2 separate regions of the Sus scrofa genome follow, and region 2 is linked to region 1. A link is a contact called in public HiChIP or PLAC-seq data. All regions are on one chromosome and are shown on one strand. Each heading gives the region's core, a stretch centred on a gene start, on an enhancer-like site or on the middle of the called end of the contact. The rest is flanking DNA. Distances are from core to core; before and after follow the strand shown. Region 1 holds the start of LOC100737060 (chondroitin sulfate proteoglycan 4-like). Region 2 holds the start of GPX8 (probable glutathione peroxidase 8).

Region 1 (2,782 bases), core at 104-2,603:
AAGTCCACCTGTCTCCAAAGCCATGGGACTTCCATCACCACCCCTCTGACCCCCAACGCCATTCACTGCCCTCTCAGATCTCCGGGTCTACAACTAGCACCTTCTCTCAAGCCACACCAAAATCAGAGTCACAGCGGCCCCACACCTGGACCTTAGTACCCCGCCTAACCCACCCTGGACGCCAGGCAGGAAGGGGCCGCGGGAGGAAGCAGAAGAGGAATCTGGAAAGAGGGAGATGAAAACGGAGGAGCTCAAAAGAGGCCCCCAACAGCGGATAGGCGCAGAGCTGGAGGAGCTGGAACAGGCATGCGCAGAGGTGAGAGTGAGGCCCCGCTACTCTGAGGGCCTGGCAACCCCCACCCAGCCCGAACGCGACTCTGACTGAAGCTCCTAGGGAATTCAACTGAAGGGAAGTAAATAAGCGTACCACAAAGATTTACAAGGCCTTTGATTTAGAGTGTTTTCTAAACAGTCTCGAAGAAAATTTTTTGTTGAGCTGAACTGAATTTCAAAGGGCCGTGAAGAGCAGGAAGGCACAACTGTTGAGTTGCATTATGTAAAAAGTCTCCATAACTGTCTTGCGTTAGTAATCTTTGACAACTGAAAAGAGCCATGGAAATTTAAAGCACTTTCGGAGAATCGAGTCCAGAAAATGTAAGTGGACTGTGGAAGGGCTCATGGAACAGGCCAGGGACCCCCAAACCCGTGCGGGTCACGTGCTACCGAGTAAGGGGCCTGGGTACGCGGCAGGGCTGAAAAGGCTCGGAAGGGAGGACAGCCGGGAACCTTCAGCCTGGCTCGTCCGAGGGCCACCAGAAGTCTGGCTCTGAAACCCCAAATCGGCGGCGAAGGCCGCGTGTAGGTCAGCGCAGGGCCCGCCCCTCAGGCTCCGGAACTGGCGGGGATCTGAGGGGCCGGGCCGCGCGGGGCGGGGAGTTGGAAATTTTCCGCGGAGGCCGGGAGTCACCGCAGAACCAAGCGGTCTCCTCCCCCGGCTGCCCGGCTCCCAAGGCCCGGCCAGAGAGTTAAACTTGCGGTCGCTGAGGGACTTGCCGGGCCGCGGCGTCTCCCGGAGCCCCCAGAGTACAGGGGTCTCCCCGCCCCCCGTTCCGCTCGCCACCCCCCTCTCCTGGCGGGCTCCGCGCGCGCCCGGCCGAGGCTGGGACGGGGAAGGGAAGTTAGGTGCGCGTACCTCCGAGCGCCTCGCAGAGCCCCAGGCAGGCGGCGAGCAGGACGAGGCGGCGGGCTCCGAGCCGCCCCATTCTGCCTTGGCGGTCCCGCGCCCAGCGCTCGCTCCCGGGCGGCGGCCGCGGCCGCGATACCTGAGCCGACCCCTCCCCGCCAGCCGGCGGGACCCAGAGCCTGGCCAGGGGGCGCCGCCCCCAACCAGCGCGGGGGCTGGGCGGGGGCGGGGAGAGCCACTTGCAATCCGCAGCTGTTGCGTCCCCATCACGCTCCGCGTCGCTTGCCAACCGCGGCGCCTACCGGAACTTTTCCCGTGCTCCAGGGCCCAGGCAGGCTCGGTGGGAGAGATTACCTGCCCCCCCACCCCAGCCTGCCTGGCAAAGGAGTTAGGTGTGAGAGCAGGCACTGTGGAGAAATGGTGGCTGGAGGGAGAAGCATTCCTGAGGTATGACCCTACTTAAGACCTTAAGGCTTCAGAGTGAGCGCCAACTTATTGCTGTATCCCCAACACATACCTGGAGCACAGGCACCGTCAGCTGTGTTGGGTGAATGCTGAGTTAGAATGGGAGGAGAAAAGCGATGTAATCATTCCTTCCCAAATGTGAGCCTTATTTTTATTTATTTTAAAAGGACTATCCCTAAAATAATTTCACTGAGTTTTTGAAGCAATAGTCTATCAGGTGCGTGAATCAAGGCCCAAGAGTCATGTGCAGGAACACTCACCTCCTGAGAGAACGGGGCTAGAACGGGGCCTGGCAGGGTTTGACCAGCCAGAGCTGCGGGCTTCTAGGTCAGCCTCTGGGCCATGTTTCTGGGCTGTGTTCACTCCAACATTGGTGTTTGACAAAATGGTAATGCGTGTGCTAACAAGGGCAACAATGTTAGCGATATTTTATACCTAATAAAATTAAAGATGATTTTATTTCCCCTTCCTTTCCTTTTTAGTTCTGTAATAAAGTGCTTTTTTCTTACCCCTCTGTTTTCTTATTAGGGCCGCACTGGTGGCATATGGAAGTTCCCAGGCTAGGGGTCAAATGGGAGCTACCACCCTACAACCACAGCCACAGTGCTGCAGAATCCAAGCCACATCTGCAATCTACACCATGGCTTGTAGCAAAGCCAGATCCTTATTCCACTGAGTGAGGCCAGGGATCCAACCCAAATCCTCATGGATACTAGCTGGGTTCGTTTCCTCTGAGCCACAAGGGGAACTCCCAGAAGTGCTTTTAAGCATAGATGATCTGTACTTTAACTCCTGAGCAGACAGGTTTCCTCTGCCCAACAGTCCTCCATTCTCCTGGAAACCTCACCCTACTTCTCTAGGGGAACTGCTCCACACTCTCTGCCCCACCCTTGTGCAAGTGTGTTGAAAATGGGAGCCAGCACCAACTTTCATGACCTTTCCAGTGATTGGTCAGAGGATGAACACTTGACAAAGAGCAGAGAATTAGTTCCAATTTGAAACTTTCCCAGCACCTTCTAAGGGAAGAGGGTCTGCTCCTCTCTGGAGGGGAAACAGAGAAGCTATAGGTCGCCAAGTCTTCTGATTTTTAAAGAAGCCAGTCTACAGTTTAAAAGAAGAGAACAAAGAGAAGAT
Region 2 (2,782 bases), core at 191-2,690, 220 kb after region 1:
CTGATTCAGAAAGCCTTGGAAGGGCCTGGGATATTATGTTTCTAACAAGCCCCAGGTGACAGCAGTGCTGCAGACAAGACTTGAAGGAGCAAGGCCAGAGAATTTAAGTTACTTCGCGGTGTTTGGGTGTAATATAAACACAGGGATTTTGACTTTTTCCATAACTCAGCTTAAGAATACCAAATTAAAATTACTACAGTTAAAAAGTGGTAGAATACATTTTTGTGTATATTTTCAATTTTTACTAGAAATTATAAGGGAAAAGTTTTCTTTTGCATCCACTCTTATTAGGCCCCAAGAGTGGGAGTGAAGTGGTTTATGGTCTCTGCCAGGTTAATGTGCCTAAGCTGTGGGCATTGCTCAACAACCTCCACACACAGACACACGCACACCTCAGAAGCAGGGATGGGAGCAGAGCTAGCAGCCTCCTTAGCAAGCTTGAAAGCTCTAAAGATCTAACAAGGATGGGAAGGGACTCTCTCAAGCTTCTCAGACTTCTCTAGCATTATCTGGAAACTTACACACACCAACAGTCAGACCCTAGAGGAACAAAGCACCTTTTTTTCAAAACTTGCTACATATCCTGAACAGGATATTTTCTAAGGTAGCTAAAGGAACCATAGATTTCAGGATAGGCAGCCCTCAACTCCCTTTCCATGCATGCCCCTAAAGTTTTCAACAAAGTTAGATCTTCTGTAGAAAGCAACAGCCACTTGAAAAATAAAGATACAAAATGAAGCAACTAGATGATGCACCCAAGAAGGGGGTATAGAGTGGGGGTGGGAGTTGTGTTTGCCTTTTGTGTAGAAATATCTTATTTGTTAAATTCCTACTTTATTATAGACTGCAGTATTTTTCCAGTGTGCAGCCCATTGGTGAACAATCATTTTCATGGGTCGGAACCATGCTGTTTTTAAAAACGCAATAGACCACAGGGCATCACAGTTCAAAGCAGAAGCACTGCTTAATGAAATGTCACAGTTACATGTGCCTGTGTATACTCATAAAGTGCATTTCTTTCTATGCATCATAAGCAAAAATTTGAAAAATCATTGAACTATAGTTTGCTTTATGATAGAGGAGGGTTTTTTTTTTAAGCCATCATTGCTTTGATCAATTTTTTGCTATATTCACTTAGCATTGACTTAGCTAGATGAGGTCAGAGCAAGTAGCCTTTTCAGATATTTCAGTACCCTTTCTACTCTTAATACCTTGAATTCACATAGCATGCTTAAGCCGTATGAAGATTACATGCATATATATATATTAAATTCCTATAGAGATATATTAATAGACCAATTTAATCAATATTATGAACTATTGCTGGGTATTATATATCCAATATTCCAACACATCCAGGCAATTGCTGGGAGTACTTCACAGTTTTCAAGTTACAAGGGCACCATCTTCTGGCGGAATATTTCCTTTGTTGGGACTATCTTCAAGTACTACCCAAAATGTCCCGATATTTTTTCTAGCAAAAATTGCAGCGGATATTCTCTAGAGCTTTTGACTTCATTCGGGAGTTTCACTCCATTCTCCATCTGAGGCATGAAAGGCGCTAGTCTGTCCTTTCTGACTTTCCGTTACACTGAGCCGGTTTCAAGTTTCAGCTCCTCCTTGAATTCCAGCCTGTTGAGACGACACTCTGGAATCATCCAAAATGGAGCCTCTCACAGCCTACCCTTTAAGATGTTCAGGGCCCAAAGCAAAGGTATTTGCAGTTTTGCTGTCTATGGTTCTCTGTACAGTAATGCTATTTCTTCTACAACTAAAATTCCTAAAACCTAAAATCAACAGCTTTTATAACTTTGAAGTGAAAGATGCAAAAGGAAGAACGGTTTCTCTGGAAAAGTTTAAAGGCAAAGTAAGTTGCATCTTCTGATTTTTCTTTGTATTTTCTGTCCACGTTCTTATTCTCTTAATAGTCAATTTATATGTTTATAGTGTTATAATTTAGTCTTCAAAGTAATATTAGTATATCACTTTAGTATCTCATAGTATATTTCTCATTGATAAACTGATTATCTTAACTGCTTTAAAATGTTTTAAGTGCTGAAATAATACTTTTAAAGTCGTTTAGGAAATTCTTGTATTTAGTAATGTGAATACGTAGACATTAACAAGAGTATTAATCCATAATTTGACAATATTAAAAAGCACTCTTTCAATAATCATATTTTATCTTTTATTTAAAAATAAACTTTCCCTGAGTACCTGGGGCTTTCTTAATTACTGTGATCTTTTATTAGAGTTTTAACTCATGCATATGGGTTATGATTTTCAGTATTATTTGGTATATATAAAAATATGAAATAACCGTCTATCAAGGGCTGTATTCCTCCAAAATGGTTTAGGATTTTAACTACTTGCAGAATTTTTTTTTAATCTTTTATTTGCTTCACTTTCCGGTTGGATTTTTTTCTTTTTCCGGGAGGTTGCACTAGTTGTAAACGTGGCTAGTGACTGCCAACTCACAGACAGAAATTACTTAGCACTGCAGGAACTGCACAAAGAGTTTGGACCATTCCACTTCAGCGTCTTGGCTTTTCCATGCAATCAGTTTGGAGAATCGGAGCCCCGCCCAAGCAAGGAAGTATTATCTTTTGCAAGAAATAACTACGGAGTAACATTCCCCATCTTCCACAAGATTAAGATTCTAGGATCTGAAGCAGAACCTGCATTTAGATTTCTTGTTGGTAAATATCTGCCTTGCCTCACCAATTTAATGTTTTTCATTGCTTTTCATTTTTAAAACAAATGTGCGAGGACCATACTTTCC

Evidence for each region. HiChIP or PLAC-seq counts read pairs in DNA pulled down with a chosen protein or histone mark.
Region 2: a contact with region 1 is called in an H3K27ac HiChIP or PLAC-seq map of skeletal muscle. The contact joins the promoter of GPX8 here to the promoter of LOC100737060 in region 1. A contact is called at or near these places in 14 of 47 Hi-C or Micro-C datasets (adipocytes, alveolar macrophages, brain and 7 more) and 1 of 2 datasets of contacts at active chromatin or transcription factors (skeletal muscle).

The regions. Positions count from the first base shown.
Region 1 is chr16:34,112,326-34,115,107 of Sscrofa11.1, forward strand. It overlaps LOC100737060 (chondroitin sulfate proteoglycan 4-like), which reads right to left and starts at 1,354. Exons shown (of 13, transcript XR_002339749.1): 1 at 1,193-1,354.
Region 2 is chr16:34,334,714-34,337,495 of Sscrofa11.1, forward strand. It overlaps GPX8 (probable glutathione peroxidase 8), which reads left to right and starts at 1,441. Exons shown (of 2, transcript XM_013984774.2): 1 at 1,441-1,867. The coding sequence starts at 1,664. All of the region lies in intron 2 of CDC20B (cell division cycle protein 20 homolog B), which reads right to left.